Regions from separate parts of the Ovis aries genome. Here region 1 is linked to region 2. Evidence: chromatin contacts called from public Hi-C data. All regions are on one chromosome and are shown on one strand. Each heading gives the region's core, a stretch centred on a gene start, on an enhancer-like site or on the middle of the called end of the contact. The rest is flanking DNA. Distances are from core to core; before and after follow the strand shown. Region 1 overlaps FAM118A (family with sequence similarity 118 member A). Region 2 holds the start of NUP50 (nucleoporin 50).

What was found. A called contact is a pair of places that touch in the nucleus more often than the background predicts.
Region 1: a contact with region 2 is called in a Hi-C map of liver, with 2.0 times the contacts expected there. The contact joins the enhancer-like site here to the promoter of NUP50 in region 2. A contact is called at or near these places in 3 of 16 Hi-C or Micro-C datasets (blood, hypothalamus and liver).

What each region holds. Positions count from the first base shown.
Region 1 is chr3:221,608,146-221,615,241 of ARS-UI_Ramb_v3.0, reverse strand. The region is part of intron 1 of FAM118A (family with sequence similarity 118 member A); the gene reads right to left. Among named protein-coding and RNA genes, the nearest start is that of FAM118A, 4.7 kb to the right of the region's middle. Within about 2 kb of position 2,186, at least 33 of the 54 cell types and tissues checked have an H3K27ac peak or open chromatin away from gene starts, as enhancers often do. A contact at or near this core is called in hypothalamus and liver, where this site is marked.
Region 2 is chr3:221,481,595-221,488,991 of ARS-UI_Ramb_v3.0, reverse strand. It overlaps NUP50 (nucleoporin 50), which reads right to left and starts at 5,969. Exons shown (of 9, transcript XM_042247872.1): 1 at 5,656-5,969; 2 at 4,956-5,085; 3 at 1,911-1,989. The coding sequence starts at 5,002.

The DNA.
Region 1 (7,096 bases), core at 937-3,436, 130 kb before region 2:
CCTTCCACATGCGTGATCTTTTTTCCTCCCCCCTCATTCAGAACTGGGCCACTAAAAATGATTTTCAAGGAAACAAGGCTTAATCAATCTAGGAGCATCGTTAGACTTTAAAGAGGATCCTAAGAATATCCCCTGAAATGGACCCAGACCTGTGCAGGGCCCTGTGGGCATCCCCCACCCCGGGTAGAGGGCCCAGTGGGCCAGGCCTCCCCAGGCGCCAGGGGCCTTCCCCAGATGCTGGGGCGGGCCTGCGGGCGAGCTCAGTGCTGCCCCCTGGCGCCCACCCCCGTGCCCGGGCGCTGCTGGGCCCTAACTCCTCCCGAGTCGTCAAAGGTCAGCTTGGTCCGTTTTTGTTTTCGCTGCTGGATATTTTCTGAGGAAAGGGGAAATACTGAGGTTTCCCACTGCGCCTGATAATCCTAAGTATAAGCGACCTTGGGCCCCAGCCTGGCGATTTCAGTGACTGGCCTAGCTCTTCACCAGCCCTCAGTGTTAACAGCTACACAACAGGAAGCCTTGCTAACAGAGCAAGTTCTGCAAGCTCGGGAACCTCTCAGAGAAAAAGTGCTCAGGACTCAAACCCGAGTCAGAGAGCTCGGGCACCACAAAGGCTTTCCAACTTCCCCCCTCAGGAGGGAGCTCAGGGTCCTTCCCGCTCCATCCTACGAGAGGAGTCAATCCGAGATGCTCACTGGCACCTGGGATGGAGTCTTTTATCTCACCCTGCTCTACATGACAGTTTAGAATATTGTCTGAACAGTCACTGGGGGCCCAGTGACTGCAGAAGTCACATGCCCTAAACTGTCACCACTGTGGAGAACTCTAGAAACCTATCTCCTGTTCTTTCGATTACTGTTCAGCTGCTCTTGGTGCTCCTTTATATGCAAACTGAAACCCTAAATGCTACAGGTGCACTTCTGCAGAAGAGTGCGAACCAATCACACTTTTGTGGGCTGGACTTAACTCCAAAATGAAGTGATTTCCAAGTTTCCCTAGAGAACAAACCATCGCTGCGGGCACTGAGTGCTTCGGTAACAGGCGAGGGCGGGTGCTCCTGGGCGGCCGGCTGCTGGCTTAGGCGCTCAGACCTCGCCCTCCTCCTGGAGGAGGAGGTGATGCAGGCCTGGAGCCAGCTCCCCAGCACGTCCAGGCAGATGAGCCTCCAGACTCAAACGCTGCCAGCTACCTTTAAGGATCACACCCGCCAACACAGGAAGTACCCGATCACATTAAGTCTCAACACAGTAACTCTGCAGTGATGAACTGCATAGCTGCCCATATTTAGACATTCACAGTTCATTGTAACACTACATGTTTAAAGACATTACCTCATTTCCTGTTCTTTCAGCAGCATGATTACCAGAGCCAAACCCCACAGTGACTTTAGAAAGTACCCCAATCTCGCCTTGTTTTTAAACCCAGGGCCAAGCAGGAGATCTCTGCAGCACTGAATACCCGGATCCTAGAAGTCTCCACAGGACGGCGAGCCTCTGGCACTCCTCCCCCAACCCCAGCATCATTCTCTAAGCCCATCAGCTCCCAGACTACGACGGTAACAAAAGCCTCCAAAGCCTCCAGAGACCTTTCAGGAGCCGCATCTTTCGGTTTCCCTGGTGATCATGTCGTCACCACAGTTTGCAGGCCCAATGCCCAGTCATCATAGCAACCCATTCCTTCTTTCAAGGACCTAACAGCGTTTTCTGAGAGCCAAATCCAGCCCCAACACAGATCTGTATAAGCAGTTCCTGTCCTTTTTATCCAAAGTCATGAATAGAAGTTTGAATAGGATATTTTCTGCTTAAATTTGACATTATGAGCATTTTATGAATGAACTGCAGAGTAGTCAGAGACCACCTTACTCGCTGAATGTCTATGCTCCACCCTAAATAAACGTTCATCGGAATCTAACACAGAACACAGCAAACCACACACACCAAACTAGCTCCTCGGAGCCAGCAAAGCAGCCCGGCTTCCCAGCCCCCTAACTCCACGTGCCGAGTGAAGCCCTCCCCTCCCTGTGCCCCTGGCCCCCTGGCCCTGGGACAGTCAGCCCCTCGCACTGACGCCGGGATGGTCATATGACTTCTTTGGCCAACGGGATGTCGGCAAACAAGCAAGCAGGTATGTGATAAACACACTGACACTGGAGCCTGCTCTCCTGGAGTGGAACTCAGCCTCGTTCAACCGGGTCTAGCCTCCAGGACAGCTACCAATAGAGAGCAACACCAGCTGGGCCAGCCAGAGTCCAGCTGAGCCTGGCCCAGGTGCTGACCCCTGAGACACTCCATACATCACCAGAAAGAGGAGAGGGACGGGCAGAAGACGAGAGTATCACGATAAAGAGAGAAATGAAGAAAAAGCATGAATCAGTGAGTGAACGAGTCACAGTTTTGAGGGTGAGGGAGAAAATGCTTGTCAAGGACAGTATTTTATTACAAGTTGTTGTTGTAGTCGCTCAGTCGTGTCCGACTCTGCGACCCCATGGACTGCAGCCCACCAGGCTCCTCTATCCATGGGATTCTCCGGGCTAGAATAGTGGGGTGGGCTGCCATTCCATTCTCCAGGGGATCTTCCCGACCCAGGGACAGAACTGTGTCTCCTGCACTGGCACGCAGATTGTTTACCACTGAGCCCCCAGGGAAGCCCTTTATTACAAGCAGCATAATAAAAAACTTAAAATCACTTTCTATGACAAATTACACCTTCGCTCAAGTACAAACCATGAAACAGAAGTTTCAAATCTGTGGGATCATGAAAAATATCCTTAGCAAAAGTCAATTTTTTTCTATAAATGAATTATCACATGGCTCTTGAGCAGTATAAAGGAGCAGAGAGATAAGTGGGCATGTGGTAAACGTGCTCAGAATACATTCCTCTTACACAGGAAGGGACGGAACATCACAAATATTCATGAAAATCTCTACATGTTGGCTTTGAATTCATGTTCCCAATCCAAAGGGTGATGGAATAAGATGCCCCCAGAATTTGTGGGAAAAAGTCACGCCCCTTTGACTACTAACAACTTGACTCTGATGAAGGCCTGAAGAGGCAACACAGCAAGCTCTTACCCTCAACATCCCAGGGGACAGCAGGCCTGGAAGTGACACCTGAGTGTTATCCCTGTGTGGTTCCTAAAGACTGGAATGTCCTTACAGGAGGCCAAACCCGGTGACTACACCCAGGTGGGTCCGCAGGCCTCCGGCCACAAAGCAAGCCCTTCCCGTCAGCTGCTGGCAGAGCACCTGCCTCACCTGGCCGTTAGCATCCTCAGGCCCTTCAGTCTAACCTGACTCCCACAGACTGCCTTTTTTGCAGCAATCTGGTTCCCCCAGCTGACCTGGGAGGGGGCCACAGAAGCAGAAATCACTGGGCAACAGGAGGAAGTTTTCAAGCACTAATGAATTATCTGGAATCTGCCTGACAGAGGTTATTTGTGACGAGTTTGGCTGGCCTAATTAGGTTCACCTGAGCTGAAAACGAGCTGCAAAAGGACAAAAACCAAGCTTCCAGAACTGCAAAGGAGAGGCCTGCCCTGAAACCACAATGCCCAGGGCCACGGTGGAGAAAACAGGATCCGGAGACCAGAAGCACCACCACTCTCTGAACCTCAGTTTCCAAATCTGTCAAAAGGGAATGCCGTCATCCCCATCACTGACTGGATGCTCCTGAAGATTTTAAGCGAGCCAAGGACCTGAAAGGCACGTGACCTGAAGACGTTTATCTACTACCGTCACCATGCGGGCAGCCAGCTCTCTCCCTCAGCATCCGCAGGCTTTCACTTTAGCACTGCTTCTCCATAACGACATACTCATCTAATCTGGACTCTGGTGAAACCCGACCACTGGACCTAGCCATTACTAGTCAGAGGTCTCCAGGATGAGCTGTTCCGCGCCCCCCCCCCCCCCCGCCCGTTTCAGGAAATACAAAACCTCAATTTGAAAACATGCTACTTAACCAAACGCTTTTTATTCAGTCAACATAAACTGTAGAAAAAAATTCTTATTCTGTAGTGATCGAAACGTGTTCGTTTGCTTCTTGAAAGCAACTCCAGAGTAGCCTGGGCTCATCTGCTCAAACCGAGAAAACAACAAAAGCCACCACTAACGAAAAACGTACAGGTCACCGTTTAGTTCAAACAGCAGCGCGAATTACTGACACCTTCTACGGCCGATAGATCCAAGGGCAAACACTAAGCACTTACAAGCGCGATCTCATTCAGAGCTCCCCACGGCCCTGTGACGTGGCTCGCATTACCTCTCACCTGGCCAAGGCTGACGTAAAACCCTTTCAAGAGACCAATCACCGTGATACATTACTCGTCCCAGTTTTCTCCAAACATCAGTGCGGCTCAGATGGCAAACAAATACACCTGACCTTTTACTAGGAACACTGCCAACAGCTGAAGCGTTCGTAACAGTCTGTCCATCGGATGTGACATGCTGTACAACTCAAAGAGACATGTTACTCAATAATAAGCCAATAATGGTAAAAATGTACCAGTACAGAGGCTAAAGGCATGCTGAACCACCAGCATTTATCCATCCCAAGAGGAATAAAAGATCTTCTATTAATAGAAAGTAAACCTCCAGTGAAATCTAAAATTATAGAACTGCAGAGCTGGAGGAGTCTTAAAGGTTCTGGAATGTCAAATACCCTACTTTACAAATGTGAAAATTGAGACTGAGAGACAGTGTCTTGGTAAAAGTTCCCCAGGAAGTCAGGGGACAAGCTATATTCACTCCTGCCCCAAGCCCCATAATCCTGCCACTATCCCAGGCACCACCTGGTCACTGTGACCCCCAAAGTTCACATAAGGCACTAATCTGTAGCTCTTTTTACTACCAAACCTTCACAAATATCAGGGCTTTCCTGGTGGCTCAGATGGTAAAGAAATCTGCCTGCAATGCAGGATATCCTAGTTGGATCTCTGGGTCAGGAAGATCCCCCGGAGAAGGAGATGGCCACCCACTCCAGTGTTCTTGCCTGGAGAACCCCACGGATAGAGCAGCCTAGCGGGCTGCAAGGAGTTGGACACGAATGAACAACAAATACTTCCACTTTACAAATATCAAACCACAAAGCGTGCCTGGTCTGCAGGTTCACCTATTTCCTTGCTCCATTCATTTTCCAGGAATGCTGAAGGAAACAGCCACCAACAGGAAGATTCAGAGGCAGCAAGAAGCAGCCTCGGGCAAAACAACCAGCTCACAAGAGCTTTGTTGGGTCCCTGCCTCTAGCTTATCACACAATTGTCTGTGTTAACTTTAGCAGAGACAGATAAGGAGGGCTCAGCCAGGAAACAAAGCCACCTCTGCAGAGGACTTCACTCTCCCAGGAAAGAGACCTGGAGGCTCTTTGCAGGAGGAAGTAGGATCCAGCCCAGAGTTCAGTCCTGACTACCGAGTGTACCGGCTGAACGACTTCAAATAGGGGTCAGTTACTCAGCTTCTCCGAGCTGCGCATTTCCTTTACCTTGTATCTCAGGGTTGCTGGAACATGACAAAAGCTAACACTTAAACTAGCAAAGCCTACGACAGTATGATTCCCCTACACCCATGCAGGCAGTGGGTATTCTTCCTGGGTTTATTCAATTAAAATTAAATAACAGTTAAATTCAGTTCCTCAGTGACACTAGTCTCATTGTAAGTTCCTTAACTCCACGCAACCCCACGGTCGAGTTTACTGGAGGGCACCAACACAGAACATCGCCATCATCGCAGAGACTTCTGCTATCATACTGGGAGTCTCCCTGCCCCTCACGCAAGCCCAGACCTCCACAAAAGTCATGTGCCTTTCTCTTTCATATCGCTCTCTAACCCACACCCTCTGCCACGCCTTGTGGTCCGCTCGACTTCTCTAGACTTCTGACAGCCACCCTGCTTCCGGTTTCAGCCCCTCTGGTCCCAGTCTCCAAAGTGACATTTCTGACAGCACACCTGAACTCTCAGGGCCCCCACGCCCAGCTAATAAGCCAAATCCACGATCTGGTTCCACTCCTGAGACCCAGCCTCTCCTCCCCACCCGCCCACCCACTGTGCCCCATGTCCATCTCTTGCGTGGAGGCTGGACTCACCCTGACACACACACAGTCACCCTGATGAAGTCCTAGGTGACCTAGAGGCAGAGGACCAAACCTCCCCTAAAAAGACTAGCAAGTTCCCAACGCCAGTCCCCAGGCAGAAAACTGTGGGCTGAAACAGGAAGAGCAGGACTGGTCTTTGGGTCTAGACTTGACGAAGCCAGCCATGCGTGAGGTCCTCGCTGGCAACACCCTGGTCCAGGTCACCTCCCACCTTTCCTGTGGTCTTGCTCCCTCCAACCAATTCTCCCGCACCAGACGCAGCGACTGTTCAAAACCACAAAATCTATTTTCACTCTGCTCCTCAAACCCCTCAATGGGCCTCCCACTCCTTTCCAGCACCAAATCCTCTCTGCTGTACTGAGTTGCCTCAATCACGTGTGACTCTTTGTGACCCCATGGACTGTAGCCCGCCAGGCTCCTCTGTCCAAGGAATTCTGCAGGCAAGAACACTGGAGTAGGTTGCCATTCCCTTCTCCAGGGGATCCTCCTGACCAAAGGACTAAAGCCGGGTCTCCTGTCTTGCAGGCAGATTTACCACTGACCCACCGGGGAAGCCCCCAGATCCACCTGCTTTGGTCCTGACCCCCTTGGCCCACCTCTTTCCTGCCCCTCGCCATCACACTGTAAGCTTCCCAATTTCCTCCATTCCAGTCTTCCCTACTCCAAACACCTCCCTCACTCTTCTTTCACTGATCAACGCCCACTTTCCTTCAGCTCTGAGCTGGTCTACAACGCACTCAGGGGGACAGTGAAAGCAGTAATTCAGGAAAGGGCCAAGGGCATGGGGCCTCAAGGAACAAAGTGGGATTCTTCTCACTTCAGATTCTAATTGCTTGAGGACCTTGTTCATTAAGGTCTTATTCCTCCAGTCAGAGGCTTCCCTGGGGGCAGAGTGGCAAGGAACCCACCTGCCAAGCACTAGACTCAGGCTCAACCCCTGGGTGTGGAAAATCCCCTGGAGAAGGAAATGCAACGAACCCAGGTATTCTTGCCTTGGAAATCCTTCGGACAGAG
Region 2 (7,397 bases), core at 4,720-7,219:
AAGGTAAAATGCTGAACTTTCAAAAAGCTAGACCAAGACAAACTGATATATCATCTGGGTTTTAAGTACTGTTAATACTGGTAACACGAATTATGGAGAGCATATATTAAACTAAAGTTTATGTCTCTTATCTGTCTTATGAATTTCATTGCTAGTCAGGTGAATCAGAAATGTTTCAGAAACTACAAATCCAGATTTCGAATCACAATTCAGAGAGAAGAGTGCATACATCAACTTTCTAAGAAGACTAAGACCATCAAAACCTTGGCACAAAACTGTTCATGATCAATTCTTCAAATATATTCAAAGACATTACCCAGATGTCAGAGCTAGCATCTTACTACTATAGTTTTAAAAAATTAAGTTCATAATACACATTATTTTAAAGAACAGCTCTGCCCATTTGCCCATGATCCAGAAGACCTCTGAGGGACCTGGGACTCTAAGTGACCTGTTGGAAATTTGCTGAAAATCTTTGGCTTTACTTCACCCCTTCTTTTACCTTAGAGGAATGGTATAAAATATTTGCTGTAAAAAGTTCTCTTCTATACTTATTTCAGATAAACTTTGGAATCTCTGAACCCACAGAAGCGATCATCTGACTACACCTGACTCAAATGTAATGTCCTTCCACCCACATTTCATTAGAATCTATCCAAATGGAAGTTCTTTCATTTCTGAAATATTTTAATGTCAAAACAAATCATTATGTGGTAGGCCTGGAATGTGACTATAGCCTAAAACGTGGAAAAAACTTAGTTACCAAAGACGTGCTTAAAAAGTACCAAGTCAGTCAAAATTGTTAAAAACACTTCTTTATAAGCCCATACTTGTGTTTTGGTTTCCCTAAAAATATTAGTACACATATTTGTAAAGGAAAAATATTAGTACTAGAAAACAGATTAAAAAAGAAAGAAAACAGCAGTCTAAGAATTATCTTGGAAATGCTTCTGCAAACTATATGTATATTTTTTAACTTAGCACACTTCTTTTAACTTGAAAGGCTAACTTGGTTCAGGCTTGGTCAGTGAACTGGCCTGGGAAAATCAAACTGCTGATGAGCCATTTCAGAAATGCAGCTGTGTTTTATTCTTTTTAAGAGAAAAATTAAAAGGTTTCCTCAGGGAAGACCATTTTTATTAGGAAAGAAACTAGGCCATCTAAATTCTATTCCTGTTAACCCAGTTAGGGGTGGAGAGTGTCTCAGATCTTTAATATGAAATAAAACAGGACTCCCAGAAGCAGTACAGTAAGGGAGGCAACCTCAATCTTCTAAAATCTAAAACTGTGAGTATGGCAAACTAAGACACTGGTGGTAAAACACTTTTCAAATTTACTTTATAACTAGATTATTTACTCAGCCTTCAATCTGGACTAAAACCATGGGCTGAGTGTGCGCAACGAAATGCTATATGAAATTCAGGAGGAAGGTGATTCTACAAAGGAGTAGAGTATTGAAGGAATAGTCGCTAATCGAAAAGCACACCCTTTAATTTCTACACTAAGCACAGATCATAAGAAACCGTATTATTTCCAGTTCAGTTCCGTTCAGACGCTCAGGCATGTCTGACTCAGCGACCCCATGAATCGCAGCACACCAGGCCTCCCTGTTCGTCACCAACTCCCGGAGTCCACCCAAACCCATATCCATTGAGTCAGTGTTGCCATCCAACCATCTCATCCTCTGTCGTCCCCTTCTCCTCCTGCCCCCAATCTTTCCCAGCATCAGGGTCTTTTCCAATGAGTCAGCTCTTTGCATCAGGTGGCCTAGGTACTGGAGTTTCAGCTTCAACATCAGGATGCTCTTGAAAAGGCCTTTTATTTTTACGACAAAGTCTTCACGAGGAATCACAAAACAAATTTAAATTTGGAAGTAGCAGGAAATCATTCTTAGGGAAAGCACTTTTTACCTCTTCTGCTTCATCTTCTTGATCCCAATTCCTATCTGTCAATTCCTTCTCGGCGATTCTTTTGGCCATTTTTTTGAACCTAAAGGTAAAAAGATTAGAAGTAGTAAGCTTTTGTTGTTGTTAAGTCGCTCAGTCATGTCCAACTCTTTGCAACCTTTTGGACAATAGCCCGCCAGTCTCCTCTGTCCTTAGGATTTACCAGGCAAGAATACAGGAGAGGGTTGCCATTTCCTTCTCTAGGGGATCTCCCCAGTCTAGGGATTAAACCCACGTCTCCTGCACTGGCAAGCGGGTTCTTTACCAATGAGCCACCAACGCACCCAGTAGTAAGTCTGCTTTTCTAAAACATGATTTAACTCTTACAACAAATTTTTAAAATTTACTTTAGCATGAAATGAGATATTCCTGATACCAGTAGGCACTTCTTTAACGAGAATGGTATAACATTGTTAGGCTCCCAGTGTCACAAATCCAACAAAAATTACAGGAGAAGGCAGCGAGGTCTTCTAAGGCACAGTGAAAAACAATAAAACAACTCCATTTGAAAAAATGCTGATCATACACTGATTTTTAAAAATCAGAAATCTACAGAACTGCATAATAAACAACAAATGCTCAATTAACTCCATGCAAATTACATTTATACACAGCCTGGCTATAGGCAAGATATTTTTAATATTTAAAATTCTCTTAAGGATATTTAGTAAAGTTTGACCTTAGTCAAGAATGTGAATGAGTTATTATTTTCACTACAAGAGTACAGATGGTCCCTGACTTCAAGGGTTCATCTTGCAAGTTTTCAAGTTTATGATAGTGGAAAAGCAACACTCGTTAGGTAGAAACCTTCCTTTAGATTTTGACTTTTTCTCAGGCCAGCAACATAAGGTATGATATTTTCCTGTGATCCTGGGCAGTGGCAACAAGCCACAGCTCCCAGCCAGCTAGCCAAGCCACCACACCACGGATATACTTACAACCATTCTGTACCCATATAACTATTCTGATTTTCATTTTCAGTATAGTATTCAAAAAATTATGAGATACTCAACATTACTATAAAACAGTCTTTGTGTCAGTTGATTCTGCCCAACAGTAGGCTAATGTCTGAGCACTTTTAAGGTAGGCTGGGCTATGATCTTCAGTAGGTTTGATCGACTTACAGTACTTTCAACTTACCATGGGTTTATTGTGACATAATCCCAACATATGTTGAGGACAGTTCAAAATATGATTAACATGACTGTGTTAACATTCTTAGAATTCTTAATTCTTCACTAACAAGCCACCAGCAGCAGAAACCAACATAACATTGTAAAGCAATTGGCATCCAATTAAAAAATAAATTTAAAACAAACAAAAAAATCCCCAAAAAAGAATAAGAAGCCATCAGCTCAACTTCTATTCAAGGCTTGTTGTTGTTTAGTCGCTAAGCTGTGTCCGACTCCATGTATTCACACCTTAAAATTTCCAGTTTATTTTCTGATCCTAAGATGTGTATCTGTTGCTATTAAAATCTGAAACAATCAATGGAGAGCTCCACTGTGAGTGTTGTGCTTGGCTCTTCCCTAACATCAATTAAATGGGCCAAAAAACTCCTTACCTTGCCCAGAGATTTACTGATTAGCCTGGAACACTAGCCAGGGTTCTTGAAAACCAGCCTAGCTTCCTTCCTAGTCCTTCCCCACTCTTATTTGCCCTCAAGACCACAACCCACCAGAGAAGTTCCTAGAAGCTCCTGGTCATTAAGATACAAACTGACACATCACCCATGGGGCACAGTATGATCTGTAACATAAAATTCAAATGCAAGCATTCCAAAGTCCTCCAAAATCCTATCCCCTGGTAGGATAATCACATAGCAATTTTCAGCTTTTAATAATCTCCTAATAATCTCTGAATTTTTCTTTTACCAAGTGCTTTTTTTCTGATTACAGAATAAATGGCTTTAAAGTCCCAGATTCTAAAACGTGAGAATTAACATAATTTTGTCATTACTTGCAAATCTTTTTTAATGCCTCCATTCCAAACACTCGGTCAAGTTTTGCTATTAATCTTGTCATCCAGAAAACAAACAAGGTACCCTTCCGCATAAATTCTTAGTAAACTTTAACTGTTCAGAGGCCAGGCCTCTGTGTGGGTTCTTTCGGGCCATTTTCCCATTCAGTAACTAACACCTCCACCAGAGGGCAGAAGAGGGGAGAAACTTAAATAGTCTATTTTTGCTATTAACTTGATAACCTAACTAGTTATTAACAGGCAAAAAGGAGTGGAGCTGAAAGTGCAAAAACTTTTAAGTGTTAAAACTATTAACACCTAACCCATAGCCACAACTGAAGACAACCGGCATAGTCAAAGAACCTAAATTAACACAGCCAATTCATTTCCTATTCCATATTTATCCAATCTCCATTTTTATCAAATCAAAGAATAACCAGAGGGCAGGTATCTTTGTTTCACTCACTCAGGTACCTCAAAACCCGCCCCCCTCCACAATAGACGATCTAGAATCAGAGATCTGGGACACTGCAAAATTGAGAAAACTACAAAATGTTAGCATCCAGTTTTGCCATGGTGTTGTTGAAGACCTTGGGCAAATTATTTCATTTTTGTGCCTCCATTTCTTTACTTCACAACAGGGAGGTGCTGTGAAATTTATAAACAAAAAGCTTAGCTTAGAGGAGTGGCTGGAACCGAGGTAGGACTCAATATATCTTTTCAAAGAGAAAAGCTCTGTCAGAAACAAAGGCTCTAAAATACCTTCCCTCCCTAACTTGAAGGTTGCAGTGTGGAAAAACAAAATTAACTTGAATTATGAACCGGGCTCTAAACAAGACTTTACCAAATCCATGTTTTATTTCAAAGCATGGTACTTCAGACAATCACATTTCTTTGAAAAAGGGGAAAAGTGCCGGTAACGTACTTAGAACAAAGCCTGGCACCTCCAGTCTTTCAGTGTTAAGATCTAAGAACGTAAAAAAAAAAAAATGTGGGCTTGTGGTTTAGGAGGCACCAAATCATGACATGATTACTGGGTATGAGGCATACCTCGGGACAGGAAAATCGAAAACTTTCGGTAACTGGGGAAACTTCATGCGTGCCTGCTCAGGGAATTCTGTGATCTCTGCCACCGCGGGCTGCCCCACCTTGGGGTGACTTCGGTCCACGTCGGTCTACTCTAAGACGGGAACAGATTGGAACATACTTGACACCGTGATCCCCGGAGGAAAAATGGAACCTGGGGCCGGCCCCCGGAGACTGAAACGCTCGGGGAAAACGGAATCCTCGAACATTGCTTCTTAATCGAACGGAGTCAAGTGATCAGGGGCCTGTGGCTGCAGTACAGGAGGAGGGTGGTGGAAGGAGCGCAGCGAGACGAGCACCGGAAAGAAGCGCGAGGGAACACACCGAGCCAGGACGGCCCCTCGCCTCTCCGGCTCCCGCCTCCGCCGGGGCCGCAGGGGCCCCGCGCCCGGGCCCGGCCGTCCCCAAGTCGGACACCGCAGCCCCGACAGGCCGGCCCCGAGCCCGGCCTCACAAACACCCCGCCGGGGTGCGTCGCGGCCGACACCGCGCCCCACCCTCCTCCGCTCCCTCGAGCGCCGCGTCCCCAGCCGGCGCCCCGCACCGCGCTCCACCCTCCTCGGGCTCCTCGTTTCAGGCCCGGGTCCGGCACCCGGAGCCCGGCTTCCTTCTCTTAGACCCGGCGCCCGCCCCTTCCGTGCCGCCCAGTCGGCCCGCCCCTCACCTCTCCGGTGGCTGCGGCGGCCCTCGCTGGGTTGCGGGCGCGGCGAAGCCGGGGTGCGCAGCGGCGAGCAGGTGCGAGGTGGCGGCCGCGGCACTCGGGTCTGAAGCGGCGCGCGGTCGTTTCTGGTGTGCTGAGAGCCTCGAAGGATTCGGTGATCGGCAACCCCTGAGTCTCAAACAGCATGTCCTTCGGGGTTGGGGGGCTCTCGTTTCTCTGCGTTGAGCAGTGAGGGGAGGTAAGCCGTCCGTTCAGCAGGAGACGGCTGAGAGAACAGGGCCCCACACACCTCAGGCCGCCATTTTGTAACTCGAATCGAGCCCTCCCGATCAATTCGAAAAAAAAAAGGGAGGAAAGAAACGCCCGCGTCCAGCTACTGCGCAAGCGCGCCGGAGCCTCGGTTGGCAGCACTACCCACGGCAGCGGCCGGGCCTCTCGCAGCGCATGCGCCCAACTGCTTTGGAAAAAAACCGTCGCCGAAGGCGCGTTCCCCGTCTTTCGCATGCGCGCGCGCAAGCGCACAACCCACGCTCTGGCTCCGGCAGGAAGTCCGCCCCGGGGGGCGGGGCTTGTGCGCGTCGGCCGCGTGTGGGCGCCGTCCGCGTTGGAGGCGGTCGCGCGCGGTTGGCTGCTGGTTGTGGGCGCGGCCGGGGTTCCGGAGGCGCGTGGGAGAGCGGAGGCTGTAGGGGCGCGTGGCGGGCGCTCGTGGTGTGCGGGTGGGATGCTGGAGCTCGGAGAAGGGAGCGGTCGTGTCCCCCGGAGGCTTGAGTGAACTCGGGTAGCGTCACTTCGGGAGCTCGGTGCCTCAGCCGTGGACGAGAGCTGCCCCACGTGCCTGCGTCGCGCCGGCCGCGGATGCTCGGAAGGTCTGGGACTCGCGGAGCCCGGGAGGGAAGGTCGCGGGCGTGGACGAGAGAAGCGGACGTCCTCTGTTCCGCGGCCAGCTTGTATTTCCTTTCCGCGGTGGGTGCCATAGAGGCGAAGGGACTTGCCGTTTTGCACCGCTAGTCGGTATCAACGAAGATGACGTCTGCAAACGCGTTTTTTTAAACTGTGGGACAGATACGACTGTCCAGGGTCAAGAGGTGTATTCGTATGCTTTTGCCTGAGTAGTGCGGTACCATGTACAGTAATGAAGTGAAAGTCGCTCAGTCGTATCCAACTCTTTGCGACCCCATGGACGATAGAGTCCAGAAATCGAAATGGGTCTCCTGCGTTGCAGGCGGATACTTTACCAACAGACCCCAGAGACGACAGCGCACCAAGCTCCTCTGTCCCTGGGATTCTCCAAGCGAGAATAGTGGAGTGGGTTGCCATTACCTTCTCCAAACAGAGCTGTGAGAGAATGAATAAATTTGTACAAAGCAATTTAAACGCTCCTTGCCTTACAGTTAATAGGTCGCTATGGGAATTAGATCCGTTACTAGTCAGCAAAAATTGCTTCAGAAAAGGAACGTTCTTATGAACCATGGTTCTTAACCTTATTTTTTCCTCCAGGCAGGGTTTATGATTTACTTGTGTGAAATACCGGCTTCCTTGGTAGCTCAGCTGGCAAAGAATCTGCCTGCAATGAGGGAGACCCCAGTTGGATTCTGGAGTTGGGAAGATCCCCTAGAGAAGGGATAGGCTACTCACTCCACTATTCTTGGCCTTTCCTGGTGACTCAGCTTTTAAAGAATCTGCCTGCAGTGCTGGAGACCAGGCTTCCATCCCTGGGTTGGGAACATCCTCTGGAGAAGGGAAAG